2 separate regions of the Triticum aestivum genome follow, and region 1 is linked to region 2. Evidence: chromatin contacts called from public Hi-C data. All regions are on one chromosome and are shown on one strand. The core of a region is the stretch at or near the end of the contact, and the rest is flanking DNA. Distances in the headings are between cores, read along the strand shown.

The links. Hi-C and Micro-C count contacts between places; a contact is called where the count stands out from the background.
Region 1: a Hi-C map of leaf shows a contact between it and region 2, with 5 times the contacts expected there. The contact joins the promoter of LOC123111542 here to the promoter of LOC123116020 in region 2. A contact is called at or near these places in 2 of 5 Hi-C or Micro-C datasets (both in leaf).

What each region holds. Positions count from the first base shown.
Region 1 is chr5B:307,355,331-307,360,067 of IWGSC CS RefSeq v2.1, reverse strand. It overlaps LOC123111542 (trafficking protein particle complex subunit 6b), which reads right to left and starts at 2,366. Exons shown (of 4, transcript XM_044532345.1): 1 at 2,057-2,366; 2 at 1,095-1,212; 3 at 792-1,020; 4 at 1-96. The coding sequence starts at 2,208. The coding sequence ends at 68.
Region 2 is chr5B:307,214,810-307,219,825 of IWGSC CS RefSeq v2.1, reverse strand. LOC123116020 (E3 ubiquitin-protein ligase SIRP1) reads right to left here and starts at 1,897. Exons shown (of 1, transcript XM_044537037.1): 1 at 466-1,897. The coding sequence starts at 1,478. The coding sequence ends at 762.

The sequences.
Region 1 (4,737 bases), core at 1,117-3,616, 140 kb before region 2:
GTTTACCGTCCAAAATACTTGAACCACAGGCCGGCATTCATATCTGACTTGTTCTATTTCTCGCAGATCATGTCTTTATGCGCACCACAAAAGAACCTGTTGAATGATAAATCGTGTATTTGTCAGAGACCATAAAATGCGGACTTTATGAAGTGGTGGATGGAAATAGAAAACTGATTGGCATGTTCAACTCCAAATGTAAATTAAAAAGGAAGGGGGGAATCTGGACTGCAAAATAAAGAAGAGCGAATGTGATGTCCCTCCAAATGCACACAATAGGTGCTGACTTTATTAATGAATAGCTTAAACGTACATAAAAACCGTGTCTTTCCAGGAGGTTTGAAATATTCAAAAAGGGAGCATTACTTTCAGATTTCAATTGAAGGAACATCAGAAGGAAAAGGTTTTGCAAAGACAGCTGAAATTACTCTGGAAAGGCAGACATGAAACAAATGCATTCTATATTGTTGAACGACCAAACGAACTCAAACAGATACTGGTCCACGATTGATATAGTTTATGTGTATCAACAAGTGCTGAGCTACATTAAACTAGCTCCATGCCACTAGATTTCTGGTCGCAAGATGGGAAATAATGTATGGTGTCTTTTGAATCAAACTCACAAATAATTGCAAGCTATGGATCAAGGAGAAGACATACTTGTATGACTATGGGTTGATGTGCTAAGTATGGTGAGTGACAGGTTCTTAGAAATACTATCCAATGGATAGTGTAACCTCCTTTTTTAGATCGCATAATTAAAGATCATGGAGAAGAATGGTTCAACTCACATGCTGGAAGGTTTGACATATCTGCAGAGACAGCACACGGAATTCCCAAGTTTGTGAGAGCACCTCTTATTAACCCACATGGGAAATATAAAAGCATGCTTGTTGTTTGGGCTGCAGAATCACCCAATGACCCAGAGTCATTCTCAGTTGCATCAGTGCTCTCTACTGCTGGATCTAGAGAAACACGAGTAAGCCACCGGAAATGGTTATCTTGAAGAACGAAGGTACCCTGCATGCAAGTCAAGTAATATCAAGTTCTAATATGGACAGAAAATATGGAGTGTTAGTTATCTGTTCAATTACCCTATGATTTGTTTTCAGATTGTCAATCTGCTTCTTGAACAGTTCTGACCAAAAATCTTTGCAAATAAATTTGATTGCCTCAAGATGATCGGTAAATCGAGGGCGCCCCATCGCATATCTGGATATGAACAGAAAGTGTCAATTTGATTGTCTCATGAACAAGTCCATCTCGCTTTTCAGGATCTGCTACAAGTGCAATAGTGCACGTCAAAGAGATTCTGCTAAATAACAAACACCCAGTAAAGTGAGTGCCTTGTAGGTTTATTAACTAAAATACTGCATATGGCTAGGTATGCAGGGCTGTTTGATATTAATGACACCAATAGTAGCGCGTTGATGCGGATGGTGCTCAGTTATCAGATGTATAAATGTACCAGACTGTATATATCTATATTCAGCAAGTACATCAACATAGCCCATTGGAAGAAATGGAACCTTTAGCATTACTAAATTGTAAATTCTGAACAAATAAAATGATATTTAAATTCTGGAATTTAAAGAAATAGGCAATGAAATTGTCCTACTTGAGAAGATAATCATCTTGTAGGTCACTGGATTGACCCATGCTCAAGCTCAAATGAGCTTGGTAATTCTATAGCAATCCAAAATCAAGGTACTAGGAATTCAGTAGATTGCAAGGAAACCGAAATATCAACTGCCAGGCAAGAGGTCAGGTCACTGCTTGATCTTGGCACCAACCAAATCAGGCAATTAGCTCCTATCTATACTATATTAAAATCCTTCCAAGAATTTGTGAATTAGATCTCAAGATTTATCCGCATACGCAGTTGGCCTCAAATCGGACAATTAGCTCACACCGCTTGACGAACATGGAATTAATGATCTGCTACGGGGTGAGGCGTGACGGATCGGTGCGAGTCAAAGCAACAGATTACAGATCCAGCCAAGAAAGAAACGGGGATCCAAGCAAGGGAAGTGGGAGAGAGTGTTCCTTCATTTACCTCTCGGAGAGCTGATGGCCAACCTGGAAGCCGATGGCCTCAATGCGACCGGCGGCGAGCTCCGGCTTGGCGGCGTAGAAGCGGCCGCAGTAGGCAGCCACCATCTCCATCACCACCCCATCAACGCAGCTCTCCGACACCTCCCGCCCCATACTCTCGTCCTCCCTCCTCCTCCTCGGCGACTTCCCCTGTGGAAGAGAGATCTAGGTAGCTAGCTGAGCGGCGGAAAGGATCGGTCGGGAGTCGGGACCCCCCACGCGCCTTGTGGGCTGCGCCGTGGAGAGATCGACCGGGCCGAGAGTCCGAAACTACGTGGCGATGCTGAAAAAAGAAGTGATGCGTAGGGAAAATACACGGCAGCACCTGGGTGCTCCACCCGTTCTCAAAAAAAAAAAAAAAATCTGGGTGCTCCACCCTCCATATGAAAATTATAAATAAAAAAATACCAGAAAGAATAAAAAAATCAAAAATCTTGGCATAGCAAACTTGGGTGCCCAATCTACTCTCATGCGAAGTTTCATAAAAATATATCAGGAAATGTATATGTGGTGAAAAAAATATAGTCCGACCTACTGTCCATTGAAACTGTTTTTTTTTTCATAGTACAGATTTTTTGTCCTTTTTAATGAGAATACATCTTTCTTGTATTTTTTCATGAAACTTCACACAAGAGTAGATTGGGCACCCATGTTTCATATCCCAAAGACCCAGATATTTTTGAATTTTCCTAATATTTTTTGAACTTAATGTTCATATAGGAGCACACAGGTGCTCCAAATCCTCTTCCTGGTGCATAGCTCTATTTGTTTAGCACTCTCCACACTTTGGCTCTTTATTCATCTGAAGAAGGCATATTGGCTTGCACAGCCCAAACCAAAAAGGCAGTGATTACATTGTAATTCATAATACAATGTCCGAAGTTTAAAACTTCTTTTGCAACCAAATAAGCTGCCGCTTTGGCTTGCCTAGTAACATAAAGAAGCTTATATCCCTGAAAAGAACTCACTATCTCTCGCATCTCCCGAAGAAGATGGCAAACATATGATCTATCTGCGACAGAAGCCCAGAGTCTAGATTTTTTGTTGTTGCAATTTGTCTCCAAGTGCACCTGTTGATAACCATTATCCTGTGCAAAGCATGTTGCATCCCTGCATGCCAAGATCTTATTTGACAGCGGGTCGACGTTGTAATCATATCTTGCACCTCCAGCAGCGATAAAAGCACCAGTATGATCCCTAGTGATAAAACCTGCATCACCTAGCTGTCGGTCCCCATTCGTCGGCCCATCAGTATTAATTTTGTGTAGTGTTTCATGTACTCGTAGTTCAAATTTGAATTATATCTATTAAAAGCCTAAAAATGCATTTAATGACTTAGATATAGGAAATGAGCTTTGAAAAATGCCAAATTTTAACATGAAAGATTTTATGGTGTATGTTGAGAGTATACAAAATTTCAAGGTCGGACTATGAAGGAAGTGTCAATTAACCTTCAAACTTGATGCATTCACTCTCAAAACCACAATTCTTTCACGGAGATAGTTCAATTTCTAAAAAGTGCACATAAAAACTTTTGTGAACATTTTAATTTGTTTCACAGCATACTGAGGTCATATCATGACACTATGCTAAGTTTCATATTTTTCAGACCTTATTTTCATTTTCTAGAATTTTAAGAACGAATAAATTGCATGTTTGTGACTGACTCTTGCAACATAGATCTTTTAAATTTCTTTTCATTTCTTTTATAGGGCATACAAATATACGTAAGACTCTAAATATGATTTTCAAACATTTTTTTGCGTTGTTTCATGTACTCGTATTTCAAATTTGAATTATATCCATTAAATACCAAAAAATTCACTTAATGATTCAAATATAGAAAATGAGTTCTGAAAAGTGTCAAATTTGAACACTGGAAGCTTCGAAAGAGTCGAGATGTAACGACCCGAGACCGACGCTCCAGATGTCGTCCAGTTATTTCATCGTCGCCGTGTGTTTTATTTGGTTGTTGCATTTCATCATGTTATCATCCGCATTGCATTCGCATGTTTTCATAAAATTTGCATCCGCTCATAGTTGCCGCTTCTTCCTTGTCTCTGTTGATCTCCTCTCAGATCAACCGGACTGCTCCCTTCTCTCTCTTATATGAGCCCATCAAACCCCCTTGTCTCCATGGCCCTTTGTCAAACCCCTCACGCGCGTCCCAAAACTTCCCCGGACCCGACCCTGGCAGTCGTCACCGATAGGTCCGGATCATCCCCAAACATCCCTAAAATATCTTCGGTTCATTGTTTGGACTCCCCCAATCCATTTATCCGGGTCGTCCGATTACGATTGGAGGGAGCGAATAGCCCCTAAGCTAACCCACCTGCTATATATATATATATATATATATATATATATATATATATATATATATATAGAGAGAGAGAGAGAGAGAGAGAGAGAGAGATGGAACCCTAGATCCTAGGATGGCTATCCCATCCATTCCTCTTCCCCCGCCGCCACTCCTCCCGTCTCTTCCTCCTTGGGTTCATCCCCAATCCAAAATCCTCCAAATCCTCCCTCGTTTTTAGTACCAGACCAACCCAACGCCTCCACCTTCCATCCATCAATATATATATATATATATATATATATATATATATATATAGAGAGAGAGAGAGAGAGAGAGAGAGA
Region 2 (5,016 bases), core at 648-3,147:
ATGATGAAAGAAACGCCTAGTTTCATTACGTGTTTGTTCTATTGTGCAATAATTTTGTTGTATTTGTGTTCCATTTTGATATTGTGGATTTGATGAATTATATAATAATTTGATATTGCGAACATGTGAAAATTTTGAAGTTGTTTTCGGGATGTTGTATTACGATTTGTGCGGCTGTACACAGGCGCGTGGCTGGCGGCCAATTTTACATCTTCACTTTGCATCATCTATATTGGAGTTACCTTTTTACATCTTTAATATTTATCATCTGTTAGAGTTCGTTCTTTTTTAAATGTAAAATGTATTTTTTAAAGATGTAAATTTTACATCTCCAGATTCGCGTCATTTATTGAAAATGCTCTAAGACGTGATCTTGTACTCTCTTGATAACTGAACCTTGAAGATGACTTCTTTCACACTAAAATAGCGAAGTAGCAAAGACCAAGGAAGAATGGTGATAGCTGCTTTTGGCAAAGGCATTGTATTCCTTCATCACCCTTCGACAGGGAATCAGATTCTCACTTCACAGCTAAGTTTTTTTCCCTTATCCTCTTTACAATCATCGAGTGCTTTTGATTGTTCTTTTTTCGATTCAGCAGATGCTAATGACGAGTTAAGCACTCAAGAATCAACATCATGTTAATAATTAACCATTTCATTTGTACAACAGGTATCGAGCACCACTCCTCCGGCGAAGGAAAAAAAAAAGACAAAAGCCATGGCGCGCGCACGACGACGCGACGGCCCCGCTCGCCCGCCCATCAGCCGGACAGGACGCCCCCAGCGGCCACGTATCCGTACGACGCGTCACGCCGCACGCCGGCGGCGCTGGTCCCGGCCTCGGCGCGCGGGGGCTTCTCGCGGCCGACGCCGGCGCCGGCCTCGCCGGCCTCCTCCCTGGCCGGCAGCTCGGCGCGGCACATGGGGCAGGTGCTCCGGATCCCGAGCCAGGGCGCGATGCAGCCGGCGTGGTACCAGTGCGCGCACGGCAGCCGCACCACGGGGTCCGCCACCGCGATCTCCTCCGTGCACACCGCGCACACCGTGCCGGCCACGCTCGGCGCCGCGAACACGGCCGGCGGCGGCTGCCACGCCGGCGCCTCCGCCGGCCCGCCGCGGGCGGCGGCGGCGGGGGCGTGGTCGACCGGGAAGGACTCCTCGTCGACGTGGTCGACGACGAGGGGGTTCCGGCCGAGGATGGAGGAGAGGAGGTACCTCGCCGTGATCCAGTCGCCGTCGTTGTCCATGCCCGAGAACTTGGTGGTCAGTTGCTCTGGGTCTGGGGCTTCCGGGGATCTGAAGAGAAAGAAGGAGAAGAAGAAGAGAGAGAGAGAGAGAGAGAGAGAGATGGGGGAGAGCGGACGGGTGCGATTAAATAGGCATGGCCTGCTACGACCATGAGGAGAGACTCGTCTGTCCCTATCCGTTTTAAATCGAGGGAAGAAAGCTGTTGCTCCTGTGTGTAACCACAGAGTCATCTATTAACGACTTTGTTTGTTTAGGCGCACGCGTTTATCTTATCTTATCCTAATAATTTAGCAGTAACCTGGAACGTTTCCTTACCTGGGACTGGACAGAGTCCACCAGGAACACAAGGCCGGGTTAGCTTAGGCCGGGACGTACGGTGCGACGACGGTGTTAGCCGCGCTCACGTGATTAGTAGTAGATTATTAGTAGAATGGATAACACACACTCACTGCTGACGCGATCAGATTCTCTAATCTACTCTAGCTCCAGGTTTTCGCACTCTACGTGCTCGATTCTAGGGTAAACGATTGGCTCTACTCTAGCGTTGCAGCCTTGCAGGTGTAAATTGTTCGAACCAAATCAGTGGTGTGGTGGTGCATCACGAGCTCTATTTTGGTGGGTGCATCGCTTCACAAGGAGGCGAGCGAAAGTGGAGATGCGCAGATCAGATTTGGGTGGGTTCGTCGACGGCGCGGTGACTAGGACGTCAAGGGAGATAAGGTGTGGGCGCAGAATAGTCGGACCAGATAAGACAGCGTTGCGGCAGAACGTTTGATGATGGAACGGGAAGCGTGCCGTTTCGTCTTCTCCTTGGCCTCGTCCGTGTATGTGACCATGGCGATGGCGTGGCAGGGTTATCCGCCGCACCGGCTCGGTTCTATGGGCGTGGAGGGTTGCGCCCACGGAGAGTCCACACCCAATCTATGGGCGTGGAGGGCAGGCCGCGTGTCTTTTTTTTCTTCATATAAACTCTTTTGCTCAACGTCAACCAACTGATTACAATCACGCATCAGCGCATCCATAATTGGAATTGGCAAATCCGATCCTCAAACGTCCGACACATGCTAGTTCTCACATCCGCGTCTCTCATATTTAAAACCCAAACCCATGCAACACATGCAACGCTACGTATAAACACAATCAATACGCAGTTCATGGGATCACTATTTCATCGCCAGACAAAAGGACCATAGTTAATCGACGGACACTACACACTTAAAACATACTCCTTCCGTTTCAATTTACTCGTCGTGGTTTAGTTCAAAACTAAAACCACGACGAGTAAATCGAAACGGAGGGAGTACATACAACCTAAATAAAACGGGAAAGGCGAAAAAAATCACCATTTCCTCACCGGCCCCTCCCTCTTCCAGTCGTCGGCGCGGTTATGCCCCTTCTCCATGTAGGCGTCGGCAGGCGGTGGTGCGTCATCGTCGGAGCTGGAGGAGGATCCGTCCGTCGGGTAGGAGTCCTCGAGCATGCTTGCCCCTAGAGCCATTGGATCAGCAGATCCCGCTCCTTCGCATGGCGGGCCACCTTTGCCGTCAACGTCGCCTCCTTGTTTGCCTCGCGCTCCGACAACCCAATGTCGAGTCGGAGTGCCTTGGCATTCTTGCGGTGAAGGCGCCCCACATCCGTCTCCGCCATCCTGAGAGAGCGGAGGAGGACCGACGCGAGGAGCGCGACCTCGGGATTGACCGACGCGCTCGCTCGTGATCGGCGCGCGGTCAGCGCCGCCCCCGTTGCCGCCCTCTACATCACTTGTTGCCATTTTGTGACGGGCTGCTCGTGCCTCAGACTCGGGCGTTCTCGTGCGCGTCGGCCCGGCGCGGGCACGAGGACCAAACGGTGGTCGGGTACCACTTCCAGAGTAGAGGGTGGTGGTAGGCGGCATTGTAGGATCGAAAGTATGTCTATAGGGGGTGATTAGACTACTTGAGAAAAACTTAAATTTTTCTCAATTTTAATTTTTGGCAGATTTTACCAACTTAGCACAAGTCAAGCAATCACAATACAATTCAAGCAAGCATGCAAAGAGTATGAGCAGCGGAAAGTAAAACATGTAATTTGAAAGAAAGTAAATGGGAGGAATTTGGAGGGAGCAAACGTAATGTTGACACGGAGATTTTTGGCGTGGTTCCGATAGGTGGTGCTATCGTACGTCCACGTTAATGGAGACTTCAACCCACAAAGGGTAACGGCTGCGCGAGTCCACGGAGGGTTCCACCCACGAAGGGTCCACAAAGAAGCAACCTTGTCTATCCCACCATGGCCATCGCCCACGAAGAACTTGCCTCACTAGGGTAGATCTTCACGAAGTAGGCGATCTCCTTGCGCTTACAAACTCCTTCGTTCAACTCCACAATCTTGACGGAGGCTCCCAAGTGACACCTAACCAATCTAGGAGATACCACTCTCCAAAAGGTAATAGATGGTGTGTCTATGATGAACTCCTTGCTCTTGTGCTTCAAATGATAGTCTCTCCAACACTCAACTCTCTCACACAGATTTGGCTATGGTGGAAAGACGATAAATATTAGGTATGACCCGCCCAGGAGGGGCCGGGTTATACCTATGACGATTCAAGATATGAAGCCCAAGACGACACTTGAAGATGGAGGTTCAGTTAAGGGCCCAAAGCCCAAAGGTGATTCAAGGCCCGTAGAGATAAATTGTCGTATGTATGTAACTTGTATTGTAAGGTAGGAATAGACAGAGACCGAGCCAGACACTGTTTATGAGCCGGCTGGGACTCTGAGAGCCGCTGGGCGCCGACCTATGTATATAAAGGGACGACCCGGCGGCGGTTCAGGGCAGGTAACATCAGATCGAGAGCTAGGTCAAGCGGATTCGCTCCCTGGTAATCGAGACATAAGCAATCTCACCTCAAACTGGATTAAGCCATTACCTTCACCGCAAGGGGCCAAACCAGTATAAATTCCCGTGTCCTTTATCCCGTTTTCACCCCTTTAAGCTTCCTAGTTGCGATGGCTCCATGACTAAGTCCTTTCACTAGGACATCTGCCGTGAAAATTCCATGACAGTTGGCACCCACCGTGGGCTAGCGCATGGTGGATTTGAGTTCTTGAAGGGCAGCTTCGAAGGGCTCAAGGGATACACTGTGGGCCGGATGACCAAGAGTCGTCGCAGCAAGCTCTACATCGATGACGCAAGTTGGGGCCCCGACGTCGGCTCAATTGAGTACAGGTACCGGGTCCCCTTCGGCGGAATCCACGTTTTCATCGGCAAGATCGACGAGCCGGGCCCTGAGCCGGACATCTGCACCGACATCGTCGAGGCGGCTCAGCGCGCAAGACCCGCCCGAGCTTAGCCCACGTGTGAAGCGTGCCTTCGTGGGATGCATCCATGGAGGGGAACTTTCTGAAGGATCTATGTCTGGCGGTGAGACGGCCATCTACTCTGATGGTGAGTCGTCCATGGGTGAGACGGATTCGTTGTATCAATTGCAAGATGGCGGGCTCGGGGCTGTTCTGATGGCAGCAGTATTCTGGACCCCTTTGAGCCGCCGAGAAGAGTTGGGATCTTCATGGCTGGCACGCAACCCAGGCAAAACTCTACCGCTGTGGCAGCGATGATCTCCGGGTTAGCAGCGGTGGCGGCAGCCGGGGCAGGAGGCCCTGCGCGCCCACCGGCTCAGGTTCTGATGGATTTGATGGATAAGATGACAGCTCTGTTAACCGTCGTGGTCAATCGGGCGGATCAAGCTCAACATGATGCAGAAGTGGCACAGCTATGTGAGGAGGTAGC